Regions from separate parts of the Macaca mulatta genome. Here region 2 is linked to region 1. The links are chromatin contacts, called in public Hi-C maps. All regions are on one chromosome and are shown on one strand. Each heading gives the region's core, a stretch centred on a gene start, on an enhancer-like site or on the middle of the called end of the contact. The rest is flanking DNA. Distances are from core to core; before and after follow the strand shown.

Region 1 (4,898 bases), core at 1,720-4,219:
CCGTTTTGATCTGGTTGTAAAAAGTTTACGAGGCCCTCTTTTTGAAGGTGAGCTCATCGACTGCACCTTTTTATGCCCTTGCTCCCAATTTCATGTCGCCTGCTGGCGTAGATGCGCAAGGCCGAGGACAGAACTGTCACAGTCCCTACCCTTTTCTCCTAACTTCCCGGCCCGGCTCAATTCGGGAGTTGAGCCTCCTTCCTCTCCGCACGCAGCCTCCCCGACTCCCCGTTTGGGGAGAAAACCCACATTCTTAACCCCTTGATAATCCCTTAAGGAAAAAACAAAACAAAAAACCCCAAGAGGCTGAAAATTAGAATCCGGGCGCGGGTTGAGATCTGCGCAGAGCTGCCCAGGCCGGTGCAGGTCGCTCCTCTCCGGGTACACGTGATGGCCTGGTACCCTCCTCCCACCTCCCGCACGGCGCCCAGTCAGAAGCACAGGAAGGGGAGAAAAGACCCGCAGCCCGCCTCAGGAGGGCAAGCTTTCTGGCCCCCTGCGGTTCCGGGGCCATCCCGGACCCAGGGCGTCGAGGGACCAATCTGGAAGGATCTTAGAACAAACACTGGGAGAACGCGGCAAGAACTCGCCCCGCCTTCACCCGACGCTCCGGACTGACTGCCGGGCGCAGACCCGACTTCTCCCGAACCAGCCTCGTACCAGCCTTAGAAGGCGGAAAACAGGATTCAAACCCGCCTATGAGCAGTGGTAGGGGCGGGGGCTGTAGGGGCAGGACTCGGTTTAAGGAACCAACCGCCTCGGTTCGAGGGTCTCCTGTCCGGAGGTTGCTCCTGACCACTGGGTTTATTTTGTTTTGCAGAGGAGGCAGATGTTGACCTCTCTTCTTTGCACAGTCTCTCCGCGAAATCTTCCCCCAACCATTTGCTTTCTTGCGCCACCCCCCACCGGGGCACTATCCCCGGAGTCAGCTCCTCAGGCCTTTAAACCTTCCAGAATGTCACACATGGAAACCTTTAACAAATGTTTGTTAATGGTCATAACAAAGGCATCATTCAAATTAGGCAGGTAATTACTACCAGAAGGACAACTGGGTGCTCGCTTGCTCATCCATTGCTTTCTGCTTTAAACTCCTGAGGAGTCGCTGCCTGGAGCCACTCCCGCCCGGGCTGCTTTTCGGGCCCCATTAAACTGCTCTGAAATGAACTGTGAAGTTACCATTTGTGGGCGGAGAGCGCTGGGGCCCTGCGGACGGAAGACCCTGGCTTGACCGGGCTAGCAGTGTCGCCGAAACAAAGCAGTCCTTCTGGGTAGGCTCTCTGTCTCGCGTCCTACCCTCTGGGGCAACTCGCCTAAAAACCCAGTTCTCAACTTAACAGCAAGAAGCCCAGCAGCCGCGTTTGCCTTTTATTCCGCACTCTGATTTTTGGGGGGAATCGTTTGTCCCGCTCATTTTCTACAAACATTACGGTATCCTGTTAGCATTCCGAACAAGGGGCTGTTCATATATTTGCCTTCAATGATTTCCTGAAGGAACATGTGGAAGTAATAGCGAGCTGTGCAGTCACCCGAGCTGAAGATGCACGAGAGCAGGTCGCGTAGAAGAGCTGGGGCAATGGGGCCCCCAGCGCAGCCCCAGGCGCCCTATTTCCGAGGCTGATACCCCAAGATCCTGTCCTAATTAGACACAGCACCGCGCCCGTTGGAGTACTTCTCTGTGACTCTCCTCTGTCCACTGCACTGTGTCCACTCCTGGTGAAGGAGGAGACGGCTGTTGGACGTGCCAGTCCCAACCTGGCCACCTTGGCCATTTTCAGAGTGCTTGTGTGGGGGTGGGGTTGAGGGAGAAGGATGAAGGATGACCCCCAACCCCAACAAGAGAATTCAAAAATCAGAGAGCGAGAAAGGTGAACGCGCTCCCATCCCCCGCTGTCGCTGGGAAGCCCCACTCTGCCCAGGTCTGGTTTCTGGAGCATCAGCGCCCCCTTTCCCTCGCCGGCAGGATCGTTTCCTCCCGACACTGGCCTCGCGCCTTGGGCGCAGGGTTTGGGGCTCAGCTGTCAACTCCGAAGCATTCGTAGGGTTCGACCCACTCGGCGGGAGGGAACGGAGGGAGAATCAAAAGGCACCCTCTCCCACGATGCGGAGGCGGCGGGACGATTCCCCAAACGCCCAAGCTTGAACTTTTTTGTATGCGAGTTAGAAGCCAGGGCAACCTCGCCCAGATAACCCCCAAAACAAAGGCACGACCAGATAAGTGACTTAAAGGGAGTAAAGGTCGTTCTATCGGAGAATGTTCCAAACCTACACAGACCCTCTTTTCTTTGTACCCTATTTCAGACTCCACCCAGTCTTGCACACACACACACACACACACCCACCCCACACACAAAACAAAAACTCATCGTTGTCATATTGGACTCAACAGTTTGCCTAATCCCGTTAAAGAACTAGCAACTATATAGCCCTTAGCCCTTCCCCTAAAAGACCCTTAGTTCAAAACCGCGCAACCGCTTGGAGATTTCTCCCGAGGGCCCTATTTCTAGTTGGGCCGAGTTTGTAGAAGGGACGTTTCTTGATTCTAGATTTATATTCTCTCTGGGTATTAAATGCAATTTTGTATGTTCCTTTTCTTGTTTTCAAAGAGAACACAAAACTATAGCAGTCTAAGAAAATAACCCCAAAATGGGGAGGCAAACTCATTCTGGAAATGATGGGCTGTTTGTAGTTTCACAAAACCGCTTTCCCGGCAGAGCACCAACACCTCCCCCTTCCACCCCCCCATCCCATCTGGTCGGCTTCTCCCCGCCCCCCCAGTTGTTGTCGAAGTCTGGGGGTTGGGACTGGACCCCCTGATTGCGTAAGAGCAAAAAGCGAAGGCGCAATCTGGAGACTGGGAGCTTCAGAGCGCAGGGGAGTTTGAGCGAAACTTTTATTTTGAAGAGACCAAGGTTCGGGGGGGGGCTTATTTCCTGACAGCTATTTACTTAGAGCAAATGATTAGTTTTAGAAGGATGGACTATAACATTGAATCAATTACAAAACGCGGTTTTTGAGCCCGTTACTGTTGGAGCTACAGGGAGAGAAACAGAGGAGGAGACTACAACAGATCATTGGAGGCCGTGGACACACTCTTTACTCCATGTGTGGGACATTCATTGCGGAATAACATAGGAGAAGGTAAGGAAGAAGAAAAAATGATTTTTTGTTTATAAGAGAAGTCCCTGATCAGACTCTGGGACTGGAGAAAGGGAAGTAACTTCAAACTTTGGGCGACAAGAAAAAAAAATGGAGCTGGATTCCAAATGTGTGTCCAGAGAGGAATTTTTTTTTTTTTTTCGGAATAAACTTCACTTGGGGATGGGTGGGAGATAACCATAGAATTAGAAAGTCTAGGGATTTTTTTTTAAACACACATTTTCCAGACCTATTTTTAAAAAACAATGTTTTTCTAACAACCCTATGGCCTCCCAAAGAAATTGTTTAGGCTTACATTTTTGAGGTTTCTTTTGGGAGTGGGGGTGGTGTTCATGAATACTGGGCCGAACACCAAGGAACTGGGGGTGGAGGCAGAGGTGTTTGCCCTCTTCTTGGCAGTGGGTCCTGGAAGGCGACAGGTTTTAAATGAGTGTTTTCATTCCTCGCCTGCGGTTTGGCGGGACAGCGCTGCAGCCCGTGGTGTGGAGCGCGGCTGGGGGACCAGGGGAGGTGGGGAGAGGGGAGCGCGGAGGGGGGCGCGGGAAGGGGTTGCTGGTCGCAGGAGGCGGGCAGGGCTCGGCTGGAGACCGGACCTCCGTGCTGGCCTGCAGCACATGGAGCCGGTCGAATGCGCGTAATTACTGGACGGCGCTGCTCTGGGTGAGAGTCCGGGCCAGATTTGGCGCAGCGGTGACGCGGCTGCGGGACAAGCAGAGGGGCGCGGGCGTGGGCAAGGGTTTGGGGCGCTCTGGAGGGGTTTGTCGGGTCAGTGAGGTGCTAGGGAGAGCGGGTGCCTGCTCGGCTGTACGCTCGGGTTGCACGCCCTAGCGCGGGGGCGACAGCGGCGGCGCGGGCGGGCGGTCTGGAATAATGACAAACACATTTGGCCCTGAGTGAAGAAGTCGATGTCGCCTCGCATTCCAGCAACTGGGATTTGAGGAATTTCGAACCGCACACCAAGGGGTCCTCATTGTGCGCCGTGGCCCCCGCCCCCGCCCGTCTCCCTGCGCCCCCTCCTCGGTGGAACCGTTTCTGCATTGCCCGGGGCTCTGCTGCCGCTCAGTTCTGGCCTCAGGCAGGAAGAGAGGAAAGGTCTCCAGGAAAGTGTCGAACTTCTTGTAAGTTAGGGACCACTTGGAACTGGGGAAATTTGTTTGCAGGTAAGAGAAAGGTGGGAGGTAAACCACATTCTCCCTCCGGGCAACTGAGCCCTGGGCACCCCCTACCCGGCGCCCCTCTCCGCGCGGGGGTGCACGGCACTTGCCGTCTGCGCTCGCCCAGCGCTGCTCGGTCCTCTCTAGTCGCCCTTTTTCTCCATTCTTCTCCCTGCCGGGTTCAGAGCCGTCTGTGCGTACTTCTCCTTCCTCTGCTGTCTACCCCCATGGAAACAAGGTTTATACACGATTAGCTCCGCCCGGCTGCGTCCGGGGAGCGGGCTGCGTCCGTTTGACTCTGAATATGTGGGATCAGCTGTTCTATTCCGAGAGGGTGACGGCCAGTTCGGAGCGACAAGGAGTGTGGCCCGACCCCAGTCCGGTTGCGGGAGGAAGCCAGGAGCCGGGGCCGGGCCAGGTGTGCGGGAACTGTCGGTGACCTGGCCTCGAGTCTTGGTCGGGAGGGACTTGCTGCCCAGGCCGGCTGTCCGTTGTGCATCCCTCCTGCAGCCAGAGGGCCGGTCCCGCACTTCGCTCCCCCAGTTCTGCTAAGACCTCAGGATGTGCGCAAAGAGTGCCTGGAAGAAC
Region 2 (4,898 bases), core at 1,222-3,721, 330 kb before region 1:
GGAAGTATCAAGCAGGACCTGGAAGCATGGTATAGTTAGTGCCAGCACATAGTGGTGGCCTGCAGCCCAACCCTGCTGATTGATTTGATGTTTAGGGAGGCAGTTTCAGAGGAAATACGGTAACTCGCTTGTCTACCACCGTGCTTCCTGGATGAGCCCCAGAAATGCAGCGTTTGGGATACCATTAGCAAGCGTGTGGCAGCCTTGCCCTGCTGAGACTGCTGGTGATTGAAAAGTGCTCAAACTGTGGTCAGAGAAGAAGTGTGCAGATGAAAAGAAGGGAGATAAGTCTTCAATCACAACGCCTGCCCTTCACCTAAATATCCCCCAGGACAGTTAGCCAAACACCAGCCTGTTGCTCAAATTAGGGAAAATAAGCCTTTAGTTTCTGTTTCCAGTCTGCTTCATAAATTAACACCATCAACTGACGTTCCCCTGGCCTTACACCCAAAGCTTATCTTTACTGCCAATAATCTTAACCATGAGAAAGATATTTGACAAGTCAAGTACTACATAAATCCAAGAAATTCATATGTGGTATTTCATGCACATTTCAAATAAAGAAACTTATGAGGATACCATTTTAAAAAAAAAAAGAACATCCCCATAGTTTTGAAGCAAATGCGCATTTTCTCGTTAGTAAAGAGACGTTTCCTTCCCTCTAACTTCCCGGTGTTGGACAAAGGACTAAAATTTCATATGTTATAAGGAAAGCATGTAAACTCAGCACTGCTTTTCTCTGAAATAGCAGTCATTTCAATGATGTGCTCTAGCATCAATCCTCAGAGACTGTAGACTTTCCTGTAATTGTTTCCTTTTTGTTTTCCTCATTGGATAATAATTTTTCAGAATAAAATCTTTTGGTATCAGTATTTTCAAAATATTTCAAGACACCAACCATTCCTAATCAGGCCACTATGGAGCTGTATGCAATTAAGTCGCTAAAGTTAGGACAGAGCCCTCAGTTTCAGATTTCAGCTCCATATATCTGAATGGAAGCTCTTGAATGGATGAGCATTCTGACTACTGCCTGGCTAATAATTTTCCACTTGTATTTGGCCGATCCTACACACATGAGCATAAGCCACTGTAAATGCTCCACCAGAGGCTCTTAGCAGGAAGAAAACAACTAAACAGATTCGTTTCTTGACTTTCTTCTTTGACAGATATTTTCTTACTCTTAAATATACTTTAGATAACTTAGACATCTGTCGTTGGTGAGAGGAGATCATGAATTACGTGTCCTTGCATTCTTTTTATAAAGGTAATATCCCTGGTTTGATGAGATAGAAATTTGCAATAGCATCTTTGCAGGGTTTTTCAAAGAGTAGTGGGAATGGAAAAGTTCCCTGGGACCCATTTCCTGACTGTTCCATTCGTGCTGATCACGACTTTAACCATGTTTTTCAAGCTGCCAATCAAAATACACGTTCTGTAAAGTACAATTCCCTGGTAGGCACAGTGGAGCTGAACATTCGTCCCTAGAACTGTCCTGGAAGAGAAAGGACATAAAGTTGCTGCCATTGGGCTAAAGTTTAAGAACAAAATTATAGGAAGCAGACCCCAAACTATTTTCTTAAATTAATTCTTCTTAATTTTTCTTGTTCTGTTTCCCAGGTTGGTGTGCAGTGGCGTGATCTCGGCTCACTGCAACCTCCACCTCCCAGGTTCAACTGATTCTCCTGCCTCAGCCTCCTGCATAGCTGGATTACAGGCACCTGCCACCATGTCTGGCTAATTTTTGTATTTTCAGTAGAGATGGGATTTCACCATGTTCGCCAGGCTGGTCTCAAACTCCTGACCTTAGATGATCAACCGCCTTGCCCTCCCAAAGTGCTAGGATTACAGGCATGAGCCACTGCACCCAGCCCATATTAATTTTTAATTTCTATTTATACCTATGAAAAATTGAAGTTGTTCCACAAACAGAAATGCACTTCTCTTGCTAGGGTTGCTTCAATAAATTTAAGCAATGTGGCGCTATATTTCCTTTATAAAGCTCCTTCCTGCGTATCTCACACAACACACAAGAGAGTCATAACCAGATTATTTAAGAAGAATTTCTCAAAGTACTAAGACAAAAAGCCTTCTCTTCTAAATGAGTAAACGTGAGAGGTAATCTTGTTCCCCTTACTGCTGACATGTAGCTTTCTGCCTGGGGTTTTATCTTTAACTCCCTGGTAATCCAAATGGAGCAGGAAAACCTCAGACAATAGAGCCTCTTTTCTGCTTTACACCCACTTTTTTGGGGTCAGCACCGAACAACCATCATTAAATGGTTTCTGGCGCAAAGTGGCAGGCTTGGGTAAGCTGAAATGTTTATGACACCAAAATAAAGATGTTCCACACTGCTGAAACCCCGGAGTCATGCAGAGAACAACTGAAATGGAATTACACACCAAGGTTTACTTAACTAGCACGACTTTAACTCTTGTCTGCCTGATACACTCTTACGGAAGAGAAGTGGCAGAAACCCAGGGTGGACAAAAGAGGGCAGTGTTCACTATGTCTTTCATCTCAGCTCTTCGCGCTTTATCAAATTGCAACTGAGCCAAGAGAAAACTATGTCCAGCATTTCATAACACAGGAAGTGGGGAAGCAGATTAGATATTGGGCTCTGCAGTCACCACAAAATAAGCAGTGCGTTTGTAAAAGTCACTTTTTTCCCTAGACAAAAGCTTAACCATTGGTGAGTTTTTGGGTTTAGTTTTTGTTTTTCAGTATGATCGGCTAAACCGCTCCAGGAAAATAATGGAATATGTAATATATCTCAGACTATAACCGGTTATAAGGTTTATTTAGTTCAAAGCACTCATTTTTGCAGATGAGGACCAGCTTTCTACATTTGCCAGCAGCTTCTCCTTGTGCTCAGATATCATCAGTATGTGGAGAGGGGAAGACACACTTCCCTCTTGGAGATAGTTAGAGAATTTTTAGTCATTTCAAAATAGAATCCATGTACGCCCTGTACACACAAAAAATGTAGGTCCTAGCAAGGGAGTCTTATCCCCTTCCCTGGATGCCATCATATTGGGTCAAACTTGACCCACATTCTTTGGGAAAAGCTTATGTGGACTTGTCATTGTACCCAATAAAGGATTGCAGCCTCAGCACTCAAAAGGCACACATTTTTCCCAGGTATCTATCTATTCTTAGTTATAGATATCTAGTGTCATCTTTTAATAGTGAAAGACTCTTTAATTCCTTTGTAATTCCCGTTGTCCTATACATATTTTTGAGCTCCTGGGATATATAAGGCTCTGTTGTTAAACATGCAAAAGTGAAAAGGACACAGTTCTAGCTTTTAATAAACTAAGGATCAAATAAGAATCAGACAAAGCAGAACCTTGTCAGTAACCGTAATACATCAACAACCAAAATACAAGGCACGATCGAGGTTGGCTTAGAAGAAAATTATAAATTGCGAAAGAAGAGATTGTATTCATCAGGAGTGGAGAACTGAGGGAAACCTCACGAAAGAGAGAGCTGTGGAGTTGGGTTCATAGAATAGGTGGGTTTCTAGTGGGGTGCGGTGGCTCTCGCCTGTAATCCCAGCACTTTGGGAGCTCTAGGGGGAGTCACCCGAGGTCGGGAGTTCGAGACCAGCCTGACCAGCATAGAGAAATCCCGTCTCTACTAAAAATACAAAATTAGTTGGGGGTAGTGGCGCATGCCTGTAATCCCAGCTACTCAGGAGGCTGAGGCAAGAGAATCCCTTAAACCCAGGAGGCGGAGGTTGTGGTGAGCCAAGACTGTGCCATTGCACTCCAGCCTGGGCAACAAGAGCAAAACTCTGTCTCAAAAAAAAAAAAAGGTGGGTTTTCAGAGGCAGCGAGATGGTGAAGCTGAACAAAGGCAAAGAGGTAGGAGGGTGTGGGCCCAGTGAGCTTTGCGTGCTTACACTCGCAAAGGGAAGAGAGGAAATAAAAGGCTGGAAATGCCAGTGAAAGTCTGCAGAGAGCTTCAACATCAGACCAGTGGACTTGATTCCCAAGGCAACAATAGGAAAGCATCAGAGGTTTTTGTGGCAAGCAGGAACATGACGGGAGTTAATTTTAGGAAAATTGGTCTGCCACGAAGATGTGGAGCAAATTCAAGGGGAAAGCAGAAATGAGGAGGCCAGGGAAGGCGCTGTTAATGCTTAAACAGATGTAACGAAGTTTTGTGGTAGACACAACCCAAAAGGAAAGACAGGTACAAGTGTAAGATGCACAGTGTTTCAAAGTGTTTTGTCAACAAAGTGAATCTTGAAAAGCAAAGGTAGAGCGAGGGGAGACTGAAAAAGTCATTCATAAAAGCACAAAGGGAAGGCTGAGATGCTGGGTGGGGTAAGAAACTCAGGAGTTCGGCCTTGAGTGTGTTGACTTGGATACTTCTACAAAATATAGATGGGGAGATGTCCAAGGAATTGCTGAAAACCAGGACTGGTGCTCACAGAAAGGTTAGAAGAAGGTCACATTCCAAATCAAGGTATACCTGGCTGATGCTTGAAGACCATCATGCTTGAAGACCATCATTCTGGAAGCCCATCTTGACATCCCAAATCACAGTCTAACACCATTTGCCATCTCTCTTCCAGGTGCTGTGCTGTTGGTTTAGGAATGTGGTTTTCTTGGATCTTGTTTGGTTTCCACTTGTCTTGATACTGATATACAATGGCTTTTAAATGCCCAAAATAAAAACAAGCATTGGGCCAGGTGTGGTAGCTCATGGCTGTGATCCCAGCACTTTGGGAGTCTGAGGCAGGTGGATCACTTGAGGTCAGGAGTTTGAGACCAGCCTGCGCCACATTATTAAATCCCATCTCAGTAAAAATACAAAAATTAGCTGGGTGTGTTAGCACATACCTGTAGTCCCAGCTACTCGGGAGGCTGAAACAGGAGAATCGCTTGAACCTG

The links. A called contact is a pair of places that touch in the nucleus more often than the background predicts.
Region 2: a contact with region 1 is called in a Hi-C map of fibroblasts, with 5 times the contacts expected there. The contact joins the enhancer-like site here to the promoter of PDGFRA in region 1. A contact is called at or near these places in 6 of 14 Hi-C or Micro-C datasets (CD4 T cells, blood, fetal cortex germinal zone and 2 more).

Annotation. Positions count from the first base shown.
Region 1 is chr5:79,264,554-79,269,451 of T2T-MMU8v2.0, reverse strand. PDGFRA (platelet derived growth factor receptor alpha) reads left to right here and starts at 2,969. Exons shown (of 23, transcript XM_015138691.3): 1 at 2,969-3,138.
Region 2 is chr5:79,596,869-79,601,766 of T2T-MMU8v2.0, reverse strand. It overlaps LOC114678344 (a long non-coding RNA gene), which reads right to left. Exons shown (of 3, transcript XR_003729699.2): 3 at 3,292-4,898. Among named protein-coding and RNA genes, the nearest start is that of CHIC2, 160 kb to the right of the region's middle. Within about 2 kb of position 2,471, at least 3 of the 40 cell types and tissues checked have an H3K27ac peak or open chromatin away from gene starts, as enhancers often do.